Linked DNA regions of Mus musculus: region 1 is linked to region 2. The links are chromatin contacts, called in public Hi-C maps. All regions are on one chromosome and are shown on one strand. The core of a region is the stretch at or near the end of the contact, and the rest is flanking DNA. Distances in the headings are between cores, read along the strand shown.

Region 1 (3,225 bases), core at 618-3,117, 310 kb after region 2:
TTATTTTACTATTAGTTACTGTTTTTAATCTTTTAATGTGCTTAGTATATTCATTAAATTTCTCATAGTTACATATGTGGAGGAAAGCAATTATTGTTACACATGGCTTCTGGTATCCACAAGGGCCTTAAAATGCATCTCTAGTAAGGGGAATAGTTTGCAGGCAATCCCCCAGAAGCTGATCTTCTTTGGAATCAGATCTTCGAAAATGAAATCAAGATAGAGTGAATTCATACTGAACTGAAGAAGACCTTACATGAAATAACTGATGTGTTAGTGAAAAAAAAAAAAGAGGAAGATTCAGGGACACAAACACATAGAGATGGTAGCCTTATGAAGACAGAAACAGAAGTTGATTGCAATAGCTATAAGTCAGAAGAATTCATGAGCTCTAGCAACCCCCAGAGGCAGGACAATACAAAGGAGTCTTCCCCAGGGCCATCCCTGTCAATAGTAGCTTCTGAACCCAAATGAATATATTTTTGAGCCTCTGAAAGAGGTCTGGGCCATCTTTGTGAGCACAGGAGACTTTATATGGGGCTATCACATTGTTGCTCTGTTTTGCTTCTAAGTTATTAGACTCCTGGTGTCATATGATTAAGGTGACTGGGTTTAGAATCAGCTCGGAGACTGAGGCACACCAAGAAGGGAAGAGTAACTGAGAATGAAAGACCCACCTTGAATGTAGAAGGCAACATCTTTTGGGTCAGGCCTCTAGACAAAATAAAGAAGAAGGAGAGAGGTGGTATAGTTCATGCATTGTGCTTCTGTGCATCTTGACCCTCAATGATGTGGGTCCTCCTCCACCACACCAGACTGAATCCTCTTAAACCCTGAGACAAAATAAATAATTCCTCCTGTAGGTTGCCATTGTTGTATATTTGAAAACAGTTACAATAAAAACCTAATCAATATGTCATGATTCTTCATGAAATTAAAAGACTCAGATGTGGTACTTGCATTTAATCTCAGCACCCAGTATGCTGAGACAGAATGATCAACAGTATAGTGACAGCTTGGGCTATACATTAAATTTGGGGCTAATTTATGTTATGTGAAACTCTGCCTCCAAAAATATTTTAATGAAATAAAAGAAATATCATGAAGTCCTTCAGTTGAATTATAAAGTGAAATTCCAAAGGGAACCAGCAAATCAAGTTCCATGTTGTCATGGGGATTTTCTAAAGCAAGAGATAAACACTGCTTAACCAGGTGGGCTTTCAGGAATCAGTTACTGCATAGCCATAGTGTTGATATCTGTAAAATGGGAGTAATTATATCCTGGAAATGAACAAAGTCATGAATGTTTAGTGTCCGTAGAAAGGGAAAGTTAAATATGTGTGATGTGATAGATTCTTAAAGATGGCTTCTTAAAAGTGGGCATGCCTTTGGAATGATGCTTGCAGTAGAAGAGAATCTATTGCTATTGGGGGACAGAAGGGAGGGGGCTCCAGAATGCCTCAGTAGGTTCTAATTGACATTATGTGGGAAGAGGGGTACTAGATAGGATATGGGAAGGTTAATCCAGAGCATTTGATGACCGGCCTCTATTCCCAGTGTGTACTGGGTTTTGGCTAGGTGCCAAAAGGGGAGGATACCCCAGAAGGCAGGAGCTGGTTGGGTATGCTTGCTCTGCTGGGGAGTTAAGCTGTACCTTACTATATTTAGATCCTGCCTCTGTCAAGCAAGAAGTCTTCCTGACAGGGCTCCAGTTTTTCATCTCTGAAAGGCCACTCATCCATGGAGCTTGGGGTTGGAGGGGAGAAGGGAGGGGGAGGAGGAGGAGGAGGGGATCTGGCTTCTCTCTGTACCTCTGAACAGATGGGATTAAACAGGGCCCTTCTACATCCCTAGCCAAGAGTCACAGTCCTTGGCAGTGATCCCAGGACACAGACAATGGGGACTGATGGCAGCTCCTTAGATATGGCTTGCCTGGGGCAGAAGGTTTCTTCTCAGGCTGAAAAAACTTTCTTCAGACTCAGAAAAGGGATTTGGAAGAGGGAAGTGGGTGGGGCATAGGAGGCAACCCCTGATAGTTTAGTTTAGAGAGAGAAAAAACAAACAAACTAGGACACAGCTTGTAGGAGCCCAGGCCAGTAGTCCTCCCATCTGACCTTTCTTAAGTCTCTGCCAGAACCATTGGCCAAGAAGGCAGGCAGAGCAGGCCAAGAATATAGTTGACTTAGGGCTAAAAGGAGGCCAGCATGGAAAATGAGTAGGAGGGGTGAGTGGAGGGAGTTGGGCTGTGGGTGGTACAAGTGGATGAAATCTGGCTTTCTGTGCTCGTGGGAAGCAGAGTCGGGGGGGAGGGGGCGGGGGTCATGAGCAGCAGTGATTGCTGTCTCCATCCACCGAACTGAAAAATGAACCTCGGAGGAAGTGCCTCTGCCCATGTGTCTCAGAGATAGAAGGGAGCAATCTGACTCCATGGAGGCTTTCAAAAGCACCCAACCCAAACTCCTGCAATTTGAAAGATAAATTTCAAAACCACCCTCAGAGGATCACAAAATGGACAATTCCTCCATTCATCTTCTGTTGACTCCATATTGCAATCTAAGCCCTGTTCATTCCCTGTAAGTCCTCAACTCCCTCCTTTCCTAAGTAGATGACTTACCTTGTCCTTCATTTAAAATTACATCCATCTGGCACAATTCCCCGTGACTACCTTCATCTCTATTTGAGAATGTGCTCAGCATAGTCCTGACAGATTGTAAACCCCTTCGGGGCAGGCGTCCTGTTGAATTCTCTGTGGGTGTGTCTCTAGGAGGAGTAGAAGGGAGGAGGGCAGGGGATGGAGTAAATGGAGACAGAGCTGTAAGCATGCAGAGAAGTGCGGCCTCATAACAAGAATGTACTTGGAGAAAACCAGAGATAACATAAAGCCGAGTTGGGGGCCGAGCTCAGTGATGTACGCATGTCTGATGGACCTATGAAGGGCAAGGACACAGGCACATGACTGGATTTAATGATAAAATTGCTTAGGGTCATAAAGGCTGCTTGCCACCTGCAAAACAACTTCTGTATAAATGTATTAAGTCAGCAATCTCCCTATTCTCTATTTAAATGTATCTGCCAGCCTCCAGCCACATTAATTTTTTGGATTTTATTTATTTGTGTTTTAGTTAGTTAGGGGTGTGTGTGTGTGTGTGTGTGTGTGTGTGTGTGTGATGCATAGTACATGCACACATGCTGTGGCACAGGTGTGGAGGTCAGAACACCTTACTT
Region 2 (3,182 bases), core at 21-2,520:
CTCTGACCCAAACTCATTTTAGGAATTCTAGGCACACTCTCCTATCTGACCATGAAATAAACTGATCCTCAGTTGGAGCCAATTCCCCTGATTTATTTTGGTACCGTATATCCTCTAGCTGCATCTTAAATCTTTCTCTTTCAGAAAGACCTTCTTCAACAGTCAAAACCCAGGTCAAGCACTTCCTGTCATCACCAAAATCACACATCAAGGGGTTTTCCTGGATTAATGAAATCAGTAAGTGCCTGACATACATACTGGTACAGATCTCAAGGTTCCAGTCTGATGTCACCCATAAGAGGATAACGTCTCCAAGGACAGAGCTATGCCAGCCATCATCACCTTTTCTCTGAGCCCTAATGACTATTTGTGAAGTATGTGAATGAATGAATGAGTTGCTGACTATTTGTGAGAGCTAAATGAAGAAACAGAGTGCCTGATCTATTTGCAGAGGACTCACACACTAAAAAAAGGAACAGTAATTGAAACTTTCTTTTGCAATAAGCACTCCTCAAAGCCTAGTGACACACATTAACTCATTTCGCCTTACAACAGCCTGGAAATGCATGTGATTTTTTTCCATTTCCCTATTTAGAAATGAGGACAGTGAGAGACACAGACATTTTCTAATTTTCCCTCATAGGTACGAAATATCAGTAGATTTCAAGAGTTGGCGGGTGTGGGCAGACTTGCATCAGAGTCCTGCTCCTGCTCACCATTTTGCAGTGGTATCTTGGCTCCACCCCTTCACCTTCATGCTTGAATTTTCTGCAGCTTCACATTCCCTTGTTGAAGCCCATCTCATGACGTCTTTCCAGATTTATCAGTCTTACTCTTTCACTTGTAAAAACCCCACAACCTTGTACCACATACTATGCAAGAAGAATTGGGGTGGTAGAAGTACAGTTGTTGGAAGAGGGCTCTCTGTAAGCCTCTGACTCTCCTACAAATGGAGACTTCCTTTTCTGGCCATGGGAGAGCACAATGCAGCAATTGTTTCTCCTCCATGATGTACAGGAAGACTGGAGATGTCAGGTAGAAGCCAAGCTAATACAGGTATGCTTTCCCTTTTAGGTTGAGCATCTTACCTTGTCTAAGAGCAGGTAAAGTGCATGGCAGCCTCTTCTCTCTAGAAGAACCTGAGAACACGGATCACTACAGTACTCTACTCCCACCCCAGGCATTGTTCTATTTTCCCTGATGAGGAGCTGTGGTCTTCAAGGAAAACCACGTCCTTCACTGCCAAGGACACAGCTGGAGCCGCACTGAGCCAAAGCAGGCAGCCTGTCTGTCCACTGGGCCAGGCTTCTTCCCCAGGGTGATGAACAGCGCCAATCAGGCGGCACTTAACGTAATTATAATGAAGTGGCTGCATCTGGTCTCTGAAGGCTTCATTCACCAGGGAAATGAGGAGGAAGTGATATCTCTCTCTGCTGACCTCCTTGTGGGACACTTGCAGAACAGCCATGGAGCCAGGAAGCTGTTGACATGGACTGGGGACTGGATTATGGCACTGATTAGAAGGCTCTGATTGCTAGTTAGAATGCCTTTCCTCCCCATTGCATCATTTCTCTGGAGGGACCTCAGTAGATAGAGTTTACATAAAACTAAATCTCTTCTTTCAGTGTGTGTATGGGGGGGAGGCGTGGGAGGTTCCTAAGAACATCTCTTTCCATATGTACCCCATTAGCCATGCCCACCAGTCACATGGTGTTGAACTTCTGGTCCCTGCCACATGTATACTAGCAAAAGAGAAGGAAACTGGAAACTGCAGGTTTAGACCTGGAGAGGTCCAAGTTGCTCATCATAGAGATAGAAAAAGTCCGACTTAAAAAAGGGATAGAACTGAACCAGATTCTTCAAATGCAAGGCATCCCAAGATCAAAGCGTGGACAGTCTGTATTCTTGTTAAACCAGTATCATCGACAAAAAAGGGAAAGAAAAAAGAAAAAAAGAAAGACATAAATGAAGACTAAAAGAGAGTCAGTCAACTTGGCCTAGAACAAGGCACTCTCTGAGGACTACTGAGAACGGCATTCATGCCTGTACCTTCCCTGTCCCAAGCACTTTTTAAAAATCCTACTACTGGCTGGTCTCAGAAAGCCATGCATTATGTCTTTGCTGTCTTTAAAGCTACAGTCTCTAAACTTCCAGGAAAGATAAAAGTCAGTTAAGTGCCCTAGTCTTTTTCCATGTACTAGTAGACAGTTATATATTGAAAGGAGACCTACGGTAAATGAGGTAAATGCTTTTGTAAAATAAAGAACTGTTTAAGAAAATAATGTATCAGTACCTGATTTATCTATTTGATAAGCTGTGCCTTTTATAAACAAAAAAAAATTTTTTTAGACGCAGGGCACACCAGCCCTGCTTGGACCAAATGGATTCTTAACTGTTCAGGACAGGAGCTGATGCTTCGAGGGTGTGCTACAGCTACAGGTGCCTGGTTTAGTGAAGGCAGCTGCAGGTACCTGATTCCTCAAAGCAAGCCTTGCTGGGTGTTTGAAGAAATCCCGATGTCATTGATCAGATCTGACCAAAGTCACACAGCTTCATATTATCTTGTACGTGGTGATGAAGCCTGGTATGAAGGTGTGCCTGTCACAGTACCTAGTAATTTTCATGACAAAATATTTCTCAAGATAGCCAGGGGTTTCTCACGGGGGCTAGGAGATCCAGATTCATCAGAGCTCCTTAAGACAGCAGTAGTGTATACATCCACGCCATATCCACGCAATGGCTCTTTCTTTTAGAAATTGGGAAATATTTAGAAATAACATCGTTATTTTCAGAACAACGTTGTTTGCTGGCTACTTGCACACAAATGATGCCAGATTGTTGGTGAAAAACGACTTCAAAGTGATATACACCTAGGTAGAAGTCCTGTGTCAACAGCCACCCAATCCTGGGCAGGACACCTGAGCTTGTTCTGCCTCAGCTTTCTCATCAGAACATGGGAAAATGGGAGCTACAGTCTTCTTCTTCTTCTTCTTCTTCTTCTTCTTCTTCTTCTTCTTCTTCTTCTTCTTCTTCTTCTTCTTCTTCTTTTTTTGCATTTTATATGTATTTAACATTGACAACAAACTTGGTCTACACAGAGTACCTAATATTATCCCTACTGCCACTGAAATTAACTTCCATTATCTAAACTAGAGTCAGGTTCTGTCAATCCCAGGAGAAGC

Evidence for each region. A called contact is a pair of places that touch in the nucleus more often than the background predicts.
Region 1: a contact with region 2 is called in a Hi-C map of the N1E-115 cell line, with 3 times the contacts expected there. The contact joins two enhancer-like sites. A contact is called at or near these places in 1 of 15 datasets of contacts at CTCF or cohesin (the NIH/3T3 cell line) and 1 of 484 Hi-C or Micro-C datasets (the N1E-115 cell line).

What each region holds. Positions count from the first base shown.
Region 1 is chr4:66,480,999-66,484,223 of GRCm38.p6, forward strand. No RefSeq gene overlaps it. Among named protein-coding and RNA genes, the nearest start is that of Gm25480, 61 kb to the right of the region's middle. Within about 2 kb of position 1,868, at least 51 of the 459 cell types and tissues checked have an H3K27ac peak or open chromatin away from gene starts, as enhancers often do. A contact at or near this core is called in the N1E-115 cell line, where this site is marked.
Region 2 is chr4:66,170,396-66,173,577 of GRCm38.p6, forward strand. All of the region lies in intron 3 of Astn2 (astrotactin 2), which reads right to left. Among named protein-coding and RNA genes, the nearest start is that of Astn2, 230 kb to the right of the region's middle. Within about 2 kb of position 1,271, at least 15 of the 459 cell types and tissues checked have an H3K27ac peak or open chromatin away from gene starts, as enhancers often do. A contact at or near this core is called in the N1E-115 cell line, where this site is marked.